Linked DNA regions of Capsicum annuum: region 2 is linked to region 1. The links are chromatin contacts, called in public Hi-C maps. All regions are on one chromosome and are shown on one strand. Each heading gives the region's core, a stretch centred on a gene start, on an enhancer-like site or on the middle of the called end of the contact. The rest is flanking DNA. Distances are from core to core; before and after follow the strand shown.

The links. Hi-C and Micro-C count contacts between places; a contact is called where the count stands out from the background.
Region 2: a Hi-C map of leaf shows a contact between it and region 1, with 1.7 times the contacts expected there. The contact joins the promoter of LOC107873378 here to the enhancer-like site in region 1. A contact is called at or near these places in 2 of 5 Hi-C or Micro-C datasets (leaf and placenta).

What each region holds. Positions count from the first base shown.
Region 1 is chr6:64,853,218-64,858,905 of UCD10Xv1.1, forward strand. It overlaps LOC107873377 (quinone oxidoreductase), which reads right to left. Exons shown (of 5, transcript XM_016720214.2): 4 at 4,505-4,762; 5 at 3,636-4,174. The coding sequence ends at 3,857. Among protein-coding and RNA genes, the nearest start is that of LOC107873377, 16 kb to the right of the region's middle. Within about 2 kb of position 3,909, at least 2 of the 5 cell types and tissues checked have an H3K27ac peak or open chromatin away from gene starts, as enhancers often do. A contact at or near this core is called in leaf, where this site is marked.
Region 2 is chr6:65,107,615-65,112,903 of UCD10Xv1.1, forward strand. LOC107873378 (acid phosphatase 1) reads right to left here and starts at 1,924. Exons shown (of 3, transcript XM_016720215.2): 1 at 1,137-1,924. The coding sequence starts at 1,546.

The sequences.
Region 1 (5,688 bases), core at 2,659-5,158:
AAATTACTAGAATATGTGTTGAAATTTTTCTTGACCAGTCACATTATGTTGAGAAAATATTGAAAAAATATAATTTCCTTGATTGCAAGCATATTTTAACTCCATTTGATTCTAGCGTTCACCTGTTTCCTACTGAAAGTGAAAATGATATTATAAATCAAAAGAAATATGCTAGCATAATTGAAAGTTTGAAATATGTGACTGATTGCACTAGGCCTGATATTGCATATGTAGTAGTAGTAGTACTTGGCAGGTTTACTAGCAAGTCAGGTAATGAATATTGGCATGTTATAACTAGAGTAATGAGATATTTAATTGGAACGAAAAATTGTGGTTTGTTCTATAAAAAAAATATCCTGCTGTACTTGAAGGCTTTTGTGATGCGGATTGAAACACTTTATCAGGTGATTCCTTATCCACTTCTGGTTATATTTTTACTTTGGGTGGTGGTGCTATTTGTTGAAAGTCTAAAAAGCAAATAATTATTGCTAACTCTACCATAGAGGCTGGACTAATTGATTTAGCTTCAGCTAATGAGGAAGCGAATTGGATGAGAGATTTGTTATTTCAAATACCTTATTTTGAAAAACCAATTCCTCTTATATTAATTCATTGTGATAGCACTGTTGCAATTACTAGAGTTCAAAATCATTATTACAATGATAAATCCAGACCTATAAGGAGAAAACACAGTAATGTGAGATCATATTTGACAAATGCTATCATTAATGTTGATTATGTCAATCTTGTCATAATCTTGCAGATCTATTGACTAAGGCCTTAGCAAGAGAAAAGGTACAGAGCACATCGAGGGGATGGGATTGAAGCCTATTGAATCTTGAGTCATATGTGAGGAAACCCAACCTGGGGACTAGAGATCCTATAACCAGGTTCAATGAGAAAAACGAATCACATAATGACTTGTTGTGAAAAAATGCACTATTTTTATTTATCCCTCCCTATGATGTGAGTGTATTTACCTGTAATGATTGTGAGGTTGAGTTTTTAAAAAATTCTTAATGAAAATCTGTAGCTCTTATGAGTGGGGTGCTAAGATTACAGGAGCACTCTCGGCGGATTTAACCTATGTGAGTGTGGAGGTAGGCCACTTTCTATGAGAATCAGGCTCATTCTCAAAAAACACTCATGAAACCGGGATAGCACATGGACGTAATTGTTGGATATAAAGCTCATGTCATCTTGACTATTATGTGTAAGCAATAACTTTTTATTTTCCTTCAGCAGTCAAAGTTCAAGTCTGAGACCACTATGACTTTGAAGTAAAAAATACTGTTTTACTAAGTGGAGGTTCAATGCAGAGCACAACTTTATTATGCATGGTAGTCTTCCTTCAATTAGTGGACTCTCTTATATTAATATTAAAATGAGTGAGGATTGGTGTTTTATGGGCATTTTAATATTAATTTTAATATTTGTTTACTGTCTAATTCTTCATTGTAACAACTAGTTTTAGTCGAACAAAGTGGGAGTTTTGTTTTGCTGCATGGTCCGTTTCTTTGTTCAGTTTATGCAGCATTATCCTTTCATTCTCATGCCATTATTTGGCAATGGACCCACGTGCATGGCTGCAATTTTCAGCTTCCAGTAACTCCTATTTCATTTGCGTTATGAGGCTTTAATCACAATAATTAATGGTGGTAGAATGTGGACATAAGTTTTATGTAACTCGTGTAACTTTCATTCTTAATTCCACCATTATCCTATCTTTATGTGGTATAACTCATGTAACTCTTGTAACCTCTAATCCATTGATATTCTATCTTTACTATCCCACATTCATTCTTATTCATTGCATGGAAGACTTTCTCTCCTATAAATAAAGGTGGTCTTGCATGATTTTGCTACACACAAGATTATAGAGAGTTCACAAAAGTTAGTAAAAAAGAGAGTTTATTAGTTGAAGGGAGGTGTTCTTTTTGTGGAGCTTTGAACTCAACTATTGTCCAGAGTTGTTGAGTTGTTCTTTGTGAGAAAGGTTGTATAATATCTTAGAGGGGACAAGTCAAGAAATTACTGCTGGACCGGAGAAATATTTTGCTGCAGTGGGCTTGAATCTCCTTAAAGAGAGCGAGATATCCGCACCTCAGCCGAAGAAGAAGAAGATATTCTATTTTTTCCGACAATTATAATTTTCAATTGTAGTTTTATTGTAATTTCACCAACAGTTTGTGGCTCTTCTAATTGTGTATGAAGATTTGGAGACATTCTTTTGGAAAAAAAAACAAAACTCAGCTCTGTTTGCAAATCCTAACAAATACAGGAACAGACTTGTGCATAAGAAACTTTCTGCGTCTCTGTCTTATATCGAACATATACAGTTGAACAGACCCGTGCACAAGAAATTTCTGTGGATGGTGATGTGACATGGCTATGTGGCTTTTTTTGGTGAAATTTTGTTAAGGGGGGATATTTTTGAGCCAAATATTTGACGGAGGAGTATTTTTGAGTCAAAAAACTAAAGAGGAGTATTTTTGATCCATTTCAGATAGTTCAAGGGTATTTTTGACCGTTTTTCGTTTTTAAAATAAAACACATCCTAATATAACATGCTCCACCCAACACAAACAAATATATCGCTTTCTAAGTTTTGTTGGTCAAATTTTTCCAACCAGATTAGGACACTGGATATTTATAATTGTATAACTCATGAAAAATGAATCTGCAAGAGTGCAGACACAAACAAATATATTCCTTCCTTAGTTTATGAATCTGCATTAGTGCATAATTCGTGAAAAATGACACTTAGTGATCAAATGCAACAGATCAGGCTCACTGAATATTACTCTTGATGATTGAGCTACGAGGTCTCCTTATGTGACAATCATGGTATTTCTTCATTCTTATGTCTTTATATACAATTTGAATCTACATAAACTTTTTATCATGTCATTTGCTCAGAAAACTTATCCAGTGATTCTGGTATGTAGATGCACATAGAATTGCATACCAAAATTTAAAATTTGAACATAACTAAAATAGGATCAGAGTTTGTACAAGACATTTTCTCTTATTTCATGCCCCTGATTTATCCCATTCTATTTTACATTTTGTTCATCTATAAACAATCTACTAACATTGCACGTTGAAAGAGAAAAATATTTGTTCGTTGAGAAAATTCGATAAAGAGAACTGGTGGGGGATATATTTGTTTGTCTTTTTTGTGGATAAGTTGGATCGAACAGGTGTGATTAAAGTGTATTTTATTTTTTTAAAATAAGGCATTTAATATTGAATTGGACTTTCCTGTTAAAGAATGAATACAGGTGAAAAGTTTGATAACACCACTCCTGCATAGGACCATACCGCTGTCTCGTCACGTATAGTTGGTACTTTATAATTTCTCGTTGAGGATGCAGGCAAATTTTTGGTCTTCGTACAATTCGAGTTAGATTTTCGTTCAGTTCAATTGGTGTGGAGTCGTCCAGTGTTTGCATGCCCTTATTTATACCATTTGAAAACTATTTTATACCATTTGATGACTTCGTTAGTATATATTCAAATAACTACTACAAATCACCATAAAAAAAATAACAACTATTGTCACCGCTAAAATAACTATGTACCTCAATGATTTTCCAATGATTATGAGCCAAAATAAGCTATCACGGCGCAGATTAAGCTGGGAAGAACCTCAAGGAACTAATATATGATGCTCATTCACTTACAGAAGGCTGGAAATCGAATACAGCATCAATGCTGTACAACACCAGGCAAATAAAACACACTATAGCAGCACAATGAGAAGCGAAAATCAGCAGAGATAGGGTTCAGCTCAAACTTGAAGTCCGCTTTGCCCTTTCATACATTTCATGTTGCCAGTACATAAAGTAGATTACTACTGAGCACCATCTGGAATCAGTACAACTGATCCAGATGTCTTCCTGCTCTCAAGGTCAGCATGTGCTTGTGCCGCCTGAGACAATGGGTAAGTATGATTGACACGGACACGTAGAACACCTGATGCAGCGTTTGCAAATACCTCTCCAGCAGTTTCCAGTAGTTCGTCCCTCGTAATGGTGTAATGCATCATGGTAGGCCTTGTCAGAAAGAGCGATTTCACTGCAAGAGCTGATAAAGGTACTGGATCTGGCGAACCAGATGATTGCCCGAAACTCACCATGAATCCACAAGTTTTTAAGCAGTCTAATGATCCCTGATCACAAAAGTTTCTTAATCAAAGGCTACTCAGGAACAGGTCACCCAAGTCTCTGCCCATCATAGTTTTCTTGTTCATTCTCTTAAAGGCTAAAGATGTTGCATTCAATTTTCCCCCTGAAAAGCTGGTTTATTGCTAGTTTACAGTTAAGGATTTTGCAAGTTGTGATCGTCTTAAAATAGATTTTAATTTCCAATAAGAAATTGTGTCAGATCCAAACCCAAAACCTACATGACAAACTTCACCATTCTGATGAAATTGTTTTTCTGCAAGCTCGTGTGAATTGGGACTAACTTGGCGATAAAGAATGAATTTAAATGCCAATACCTGAAATGTATCTTTCCCAACAGAATCATAGACAACTTCAACTCCTTGGCCAGATGTGATCTCATTGACACGAGTGACAAAATCCTCTTCCTTATAGATTATGACATGATGACACCCGTCATCTTTCGCTTGGATTGCCTTCTCTTTAGTTGATACAGTCCCAATGACTGTAGCACCAAGGGTATTTGCCCATTGGCACAATAGAGAGCCAACTCCACCTGCTGCAGCATGAACAAGTACTGTGTGCCCACGTTCAACCTGTAACACGCAAGACAATATAAATTTGATGAAAGTAAAGAAGCTATACCTTAGTTTGCAATTAAGAAACTAAGACAAACTGCTATTCAATTAAAAAGGATTTTAAAAAATAAAGTTTCGAATGAAAAGGAAATAGATGGATAAAATTCTAAGACGACAGCAAATTCTAATTTGTTGCACAAGCATTACACACCAAAATTAAGGAACGGTCACTTATTTTCCTTTCCGCTCTCTTCGAATCACTGATATAAACAGAGCTGGTTCACGTTCAGCATGTTGGATTTAGTATAGCACACTATTCTACAAACTGGACTGCCTCAACCTCCAAATCATGTTAGGAAGCATTTTGTCCCCCTTCCCATGGTTTGCGACTCTCAAGTGATTCTGTAAATCTCTAAGAATTCAATTTATTGGGTACCTGACACTGATCAGGAGAGGGTGGAGACACATTATGTTAAGCACTTAACCTTTGTCAAAACAAGAAAACAGTGCACCCATAATAAAATGTATTCCTTGATCTTGGCACTTTCAAGCATTCAAATCATCTATATTTAATAATTTTCTGATGTTGGATCTGCTTCAAATACTAGCTGCAAACAATCAATTAAACCAGCAGGAAATTAAAGATACCAGCCATTCCACAGTTCTCCAAAGTTGTTTTGGTACAGAGAATATCAGGATTTTAGGAGCATAGCCTAGCCATCCAGAACACAGATCTGCCCGATACCTCAAGTCAAAAATGGAGTACGGATGGTGCTTATATCTTTGTAATACTGGTAAGTCCTCCATTTTTCCCATTATCTCAAAAAAATCATATGAAATTTAAAAGTTGGAAACTTCAAAAAGAAGAAGAAAAGATCCATAATCATCTGCAGTATGCCCATCTAGATTACTAACTCTCAACTTCTAAAACACACACCTAATAT
Region 2 (5,289 bases), core at 674-3,173, 250 kb after region 1:
AGGAAAAATCCCCTTCAAAATGGAAATTAGCAAAAGTGATAGTCAATGTATCTCATTTTACATAATGGATTTTGACTGAATAGGAAAATTTTTCAGTAAGATAGGTTTAAGAATCTATGGGGTGGGAGCTTCAGTCCAGGTGGAAGAATGACATGGTGTCACGTGCACACGCATCTGATCATGAGGGACCGATTAGGAAGTGTTGAACAAACATCCCCGAGGCTCGAATCAAGGAACAAAGTTCAATCCCAAAGAGACTCCGGAATCCACAATGTCGAGACCAGTGCCTCACCAGCATAGCTCGTCTAGCTCCGAAAGGGTAAGATCCAGAGATAGAGACAATAACCGATGATAAAGATAAGATATGTTCATCAACCCCAAAATCACGACAAAGGTTGAGATTTTCGCCAGTCAGTACGCTACAGCAGAGTTAGTGATCAAGTGGAAGACTATGAGAGGGGTGAACCCTATGCAATTAGTTCCCTAGTTTGTTCTCTATAAATAGTCCACTAGTCATCTATGTGGCCCCAAATTTCGATTCATACATTGTATACTCATACTATCTCTTTAAGCAAGAGTTCATTAGCTTCCCAATTCTTAAACTATTCTGGATAAGTTGTACTTAGGCCATTAAGGCCCAATTATCAAGATCCAATACACCGCTGGATCAAAAATTTTTTTATAACCGTGGTATCTGGGCCAACTTTCATGCACCTCGACTAAATCCACGGGATACGTGACACCTCCCACCAGCAACACCAAGGTTAGCAATAGATACCAGGTAACCTGTCCACCAAGGCTAGGATGGATGGGAAGAATCCCCTAGTATTTTTTTGTCTCTGCTGGGATATGAACTTGAGACCTCAGGTTCTCAATCCACTTCATTGACCACTAGGCCACACCCTTGGGCGGCATACACGGCTAGATCAATTTCGTGCTCCTATATTCATCCAGCTTACTTTTGTTGCCATTTCTTTCGTTCTTATTTCATTTACTAGATCATCAATTTAACTCACATGCCCTTAAACCACTAATAAATTCAACTATAACTTTTACGAGTAAACAAAGACGTGTAAGGGTACCAATAAGGAAGTAAATATAACAAAAAATAAAAACGAAATAGTGAAGAATCATACCCATAACCATGATCAGCATAATAGGGAAGATTAGAAAGCAAGGTTTCATCAACATCGAAAACCCACACATCTTTTGCATCAGCTCCCAAATTCACACTATTCGCAAAAGCTACAGCTTCATCAGAAACCCTGTCAATGTCCATGTTATAACCTGGACCCACAATGTATTGCCTGACATAGTGAGCACATTCCTCTGGAACAGTCTTCCATGGGCTTAAATTATTAGCTTCAACAGCAAACCTCCAACTCGTACACTTCAACTGAACCTCATCATCCTTGTAATACTGGGGTTCATTATTTTCGGGATACTCGATAATTAATGGCCTAGGAAAGACATGGGAGTTGAGATTTTCGTTACCAATGGCGACGGTAAACAGCACCAAGAATATGAAAATTCTCAAAATTGTCATTCTGGATATCAAGAAAATTCTTCCAATTTGGTCCAAGAATATGTGAAATACACAGTAAAAAATGATGGGTCCTTTTCTTGATTCCGATACAAAAGAAGTTCAAATTGTTAAGGATAACCCTAGTTTTTATGCAATTTAGGGGGAAACTGGAAGAAATCAGAAAAGATGAAGAGATTATATGGGCCCCAAAACTTGCTAATGAAGTAATGGAGTCAATAGAAGGGGGTTAAAGAATACGTATGTATGTATGTATATATATATATATAGTTGTACGTACGCGTACAAGACAGGAAATTGTGGTGATGGATTCCCAGCCAATAAGATTGCTTCATTTCCTACGGACGTTAATATAGGTTAGTGCCGTTATATTCACTTCTTTCCTCTTTTTTTTCTTTTCGGCCTTTTGTAATCCAAGTATCGTGGTTCGTCCGTTTCCTTTCACACGTGTTTTGTTGCTTAAAAAAAAAAAAAATAGAATATTGCCCGATTTTGACTTTTTTTTTTTTTTTTGCCCAAGATATCCCACAGCCGGCAACCGTGAGACTAATTCTTCGTTAGCGCATTTTGCATTAGGGAAGATCGAACTCCCGACCTCTTGCTCAAGGGACATAGCGCTGAACCACTATGCCAACTATAACTCTGGTGGTTGCCCGATTTTGACTTAGTATGGCTTTAATTAATTAATACAAATGAAATTGGCACAAATTTTTTGATGGCATTTTCATAATTAATGCATTTAGTAAGGGTGGGCTAGTAACTTCACAATTTTTTGACTAGCCAAAATATTCTTCAAACTTTAAAATCACCCTTTGTCAAAACCACAAATCAGAATTTCTATATCCAAAGAAAAAACATCTCCGTCCAACAATCTTTTGTCTAAGATTTCACTTGGCTAGTGGATCTTGGATCCCACTTTAATAGAAAGAGTTAAAGCTTTAGGATCCTCTTTTTAAGTCTCTTTTCTTCCTTCGATAAGAAACAACTTTTAGTATTACTATGAGAATGTGTGTTGCGTAATTAGGATTTAGGGATAGTGAGTGCTTAAAAAATTAAAAAAACTTAATGAGGTTTGAACTCGGGACCAAGGACCTTAACATCAACCCAAATTCCAATGCACCCAACCAACTTTCTATTATAGTAGGTGCTTTCATATGTTTTGTACATATTTTCATATATTTTCTATGTAATTATACCTATTTCACGTCGAGTTTAGTAGGTGCCAGAGAACCCCAAAATACAACATAGGTCCGCCCCTGGAATGTTTCTCCCTGATGGTTTATATAGATTTAAAAATACTTTATCAGATTAAATGAAATATATGTTGGGTTCAATTTGTGTGAATGAAAAATGGAGGGACACAACCCTTTGAGAAAACGACACATTGTTTTGGAAAAGAAGTGACTGTTCGAATAGTTGTGTTTGTTCAGAAAAAAGATACAATGTTTCGAATGAACAAACATGACACTTTCAAAGGATACACCTTTTCGGATGAATCATTGCCACCTTTCGGAAGGGGCACTTTATGGCTATATAAACCTGCATCTTTTCAACAGGTTAAGTATGAAAAATTTCTGCATAAGAAAAATATTCTCTTGCTTCCAAAAATTCTATGTAATCATCTCCCGTTGAGTGAGTTCGAAGAAAATCAGAAAGTTTGAGGTACCGCTACATTTTGGTTGTGAAGCCATTTTATCCTGGGAGAAAAATTCCGCAACCTTGGGTACTTGAGGGGAATTGTTTCCTTAAGGACACTCTGTGAATTCGGAGGACTTGGGTTTTTCTGCTTCATCTATTTTTCTTTAAGAAATTGAAAACATACTTCTTTGAAAGATCATTTTGATCTTGTGTTGAAGGTGTTGGACAACGTCATAAGTGTTCTTGGTTTATTCTTGAACTTGTGTTGAAGTAGTGTTGTGAAAATACAGATTTTGTGTACTCGAAAAAATAACAATCTTAAGGAAATAGTATTACTAATCTGTATTATTTCGTTTATTGTTTTTGCAGTAAATAGTTAAACTTCATATTGATAGTTCTTCAACCTTTTGAACTTGTGTTTGAAGTTCTTTAAACTTCATTTTGATAGTTCATAAATTGATTGAACTTGTGTTGAATTCTTAACATTTGGTTTTGCTATTTTCTAGAAAATAGTTTGAACTTCATTTTGTTGATGTTCATAAGTTGGGTTGAACTTATTGTTAAAAGTTCAAAGTTGTAAAACAGAGTTAAAACTTCATTTGATTCTTCATATGTTAATTTGAACATGTGTTTGAAGTTATTATTGAAAAATACAGATTTTATCAAAAATGAGAAAAACAACATTAAGGAAAGTATAAAAATATTTATTTTTTGTGTTTGTTTGGTGAAGGAAAAACAAATTTATCGCCATTTATAAATCAAGTATTTGATTAATCTGTATTGGGTTTGATTTTGTAGAGACTAAAATCTTTTGATTTCTACTCCCTCTATTAGAAGAATATAAAAACTTCATCGAGAAATCAGTATGAGAATTTGGTTCGAAAAATATAAAAACTTCACCGATTCGTTAAGATCTTTGTATTGGTTTCTGGAGTTTAAAATCTGTGGAATTTCACTCTGTTTGATTTTGATTATGATTTGAAGTCATAAAAACTTCGTTATGTTTCATAGTTCATTCGGTTGATGATTTTAAGATATAAAAACTTCATCATTTATTAGAAATAATTTGGCTAAAGATTAAATTCTTTATTGTTAATATTCTGAAATACTAAAGAGTATGTCAAAGATTGACAAGAAAATGACGAATGAAACTGAACAATAAATTGATTTGGTTGTGAATGGTACTGTCCCAACGACTACCAATGTTGTGTCATTAAGTCGTTCAGGTATTGCTCTAGCAATGAAAATGACAAAGAAATAGAAAAATATTTTGGTGTGAACTTCAAAGAATGGCAGCAAGTGATGTCATTTTGACTGACCAAACTTGCAATGCAAATGTTCACAAGTATAGATCCTCATATTCTTAAATAATAATAATAATAATAATAATAATAATAATGGTTGAAAATCAATTGTCTGATTTGAAAGATCTTTTGATTCATTCCAAGATAGACGGGGATAATGAGTTGAATGAAAAATCATCAATGATGGTTGCAAATCCAGTTAAGGATGATGCTCCAAATAATAAGAAGATGAAGAAATCTTCTGGACAAGAAAAGAGATTAGATAAACATGTTGGAAACAACTAGAAAATTTGAAAATCTATGTGATATAATCACTGAAAGCAATCTAGTTGGATATCCAAATGAATGGTGGTTTAATTTAGGAGCCACTAGATATGTTTGAGCGGACAAAGAAGCTTTTGCTACTTATGATTCCGTTGGTCCCAAAGAATTGATCTTCATGGGAAATAATATAATAGTCAAGGTTGAAGGAAGTGGGAAGATATTCTCAAAAGTAACTTTCGACAAGGTGTTAACTCTCACCAATGTTCTGCATGTTCCTACTATTAGGAAAAACTTAGTGTCGATGACACTTCTCATTAAAAATAGATTTAAGTGTCTGTTTATTTTGGAGAAAGTTGTAATAAGAAAGAATGAAACATATGCAGGAATGGGCTACCTCAATAAGGGCCTTTTCAAACTTTATGTAATGGTTATTGAAATGAAGAAAGTTGGGGCTTCTTCTTACTTGCTAAGAGTCAAACGATTTATGGCATAGTCGTTTAGGATATGTCAAGTACAAAATCTTGCAAAAATTGATTAACT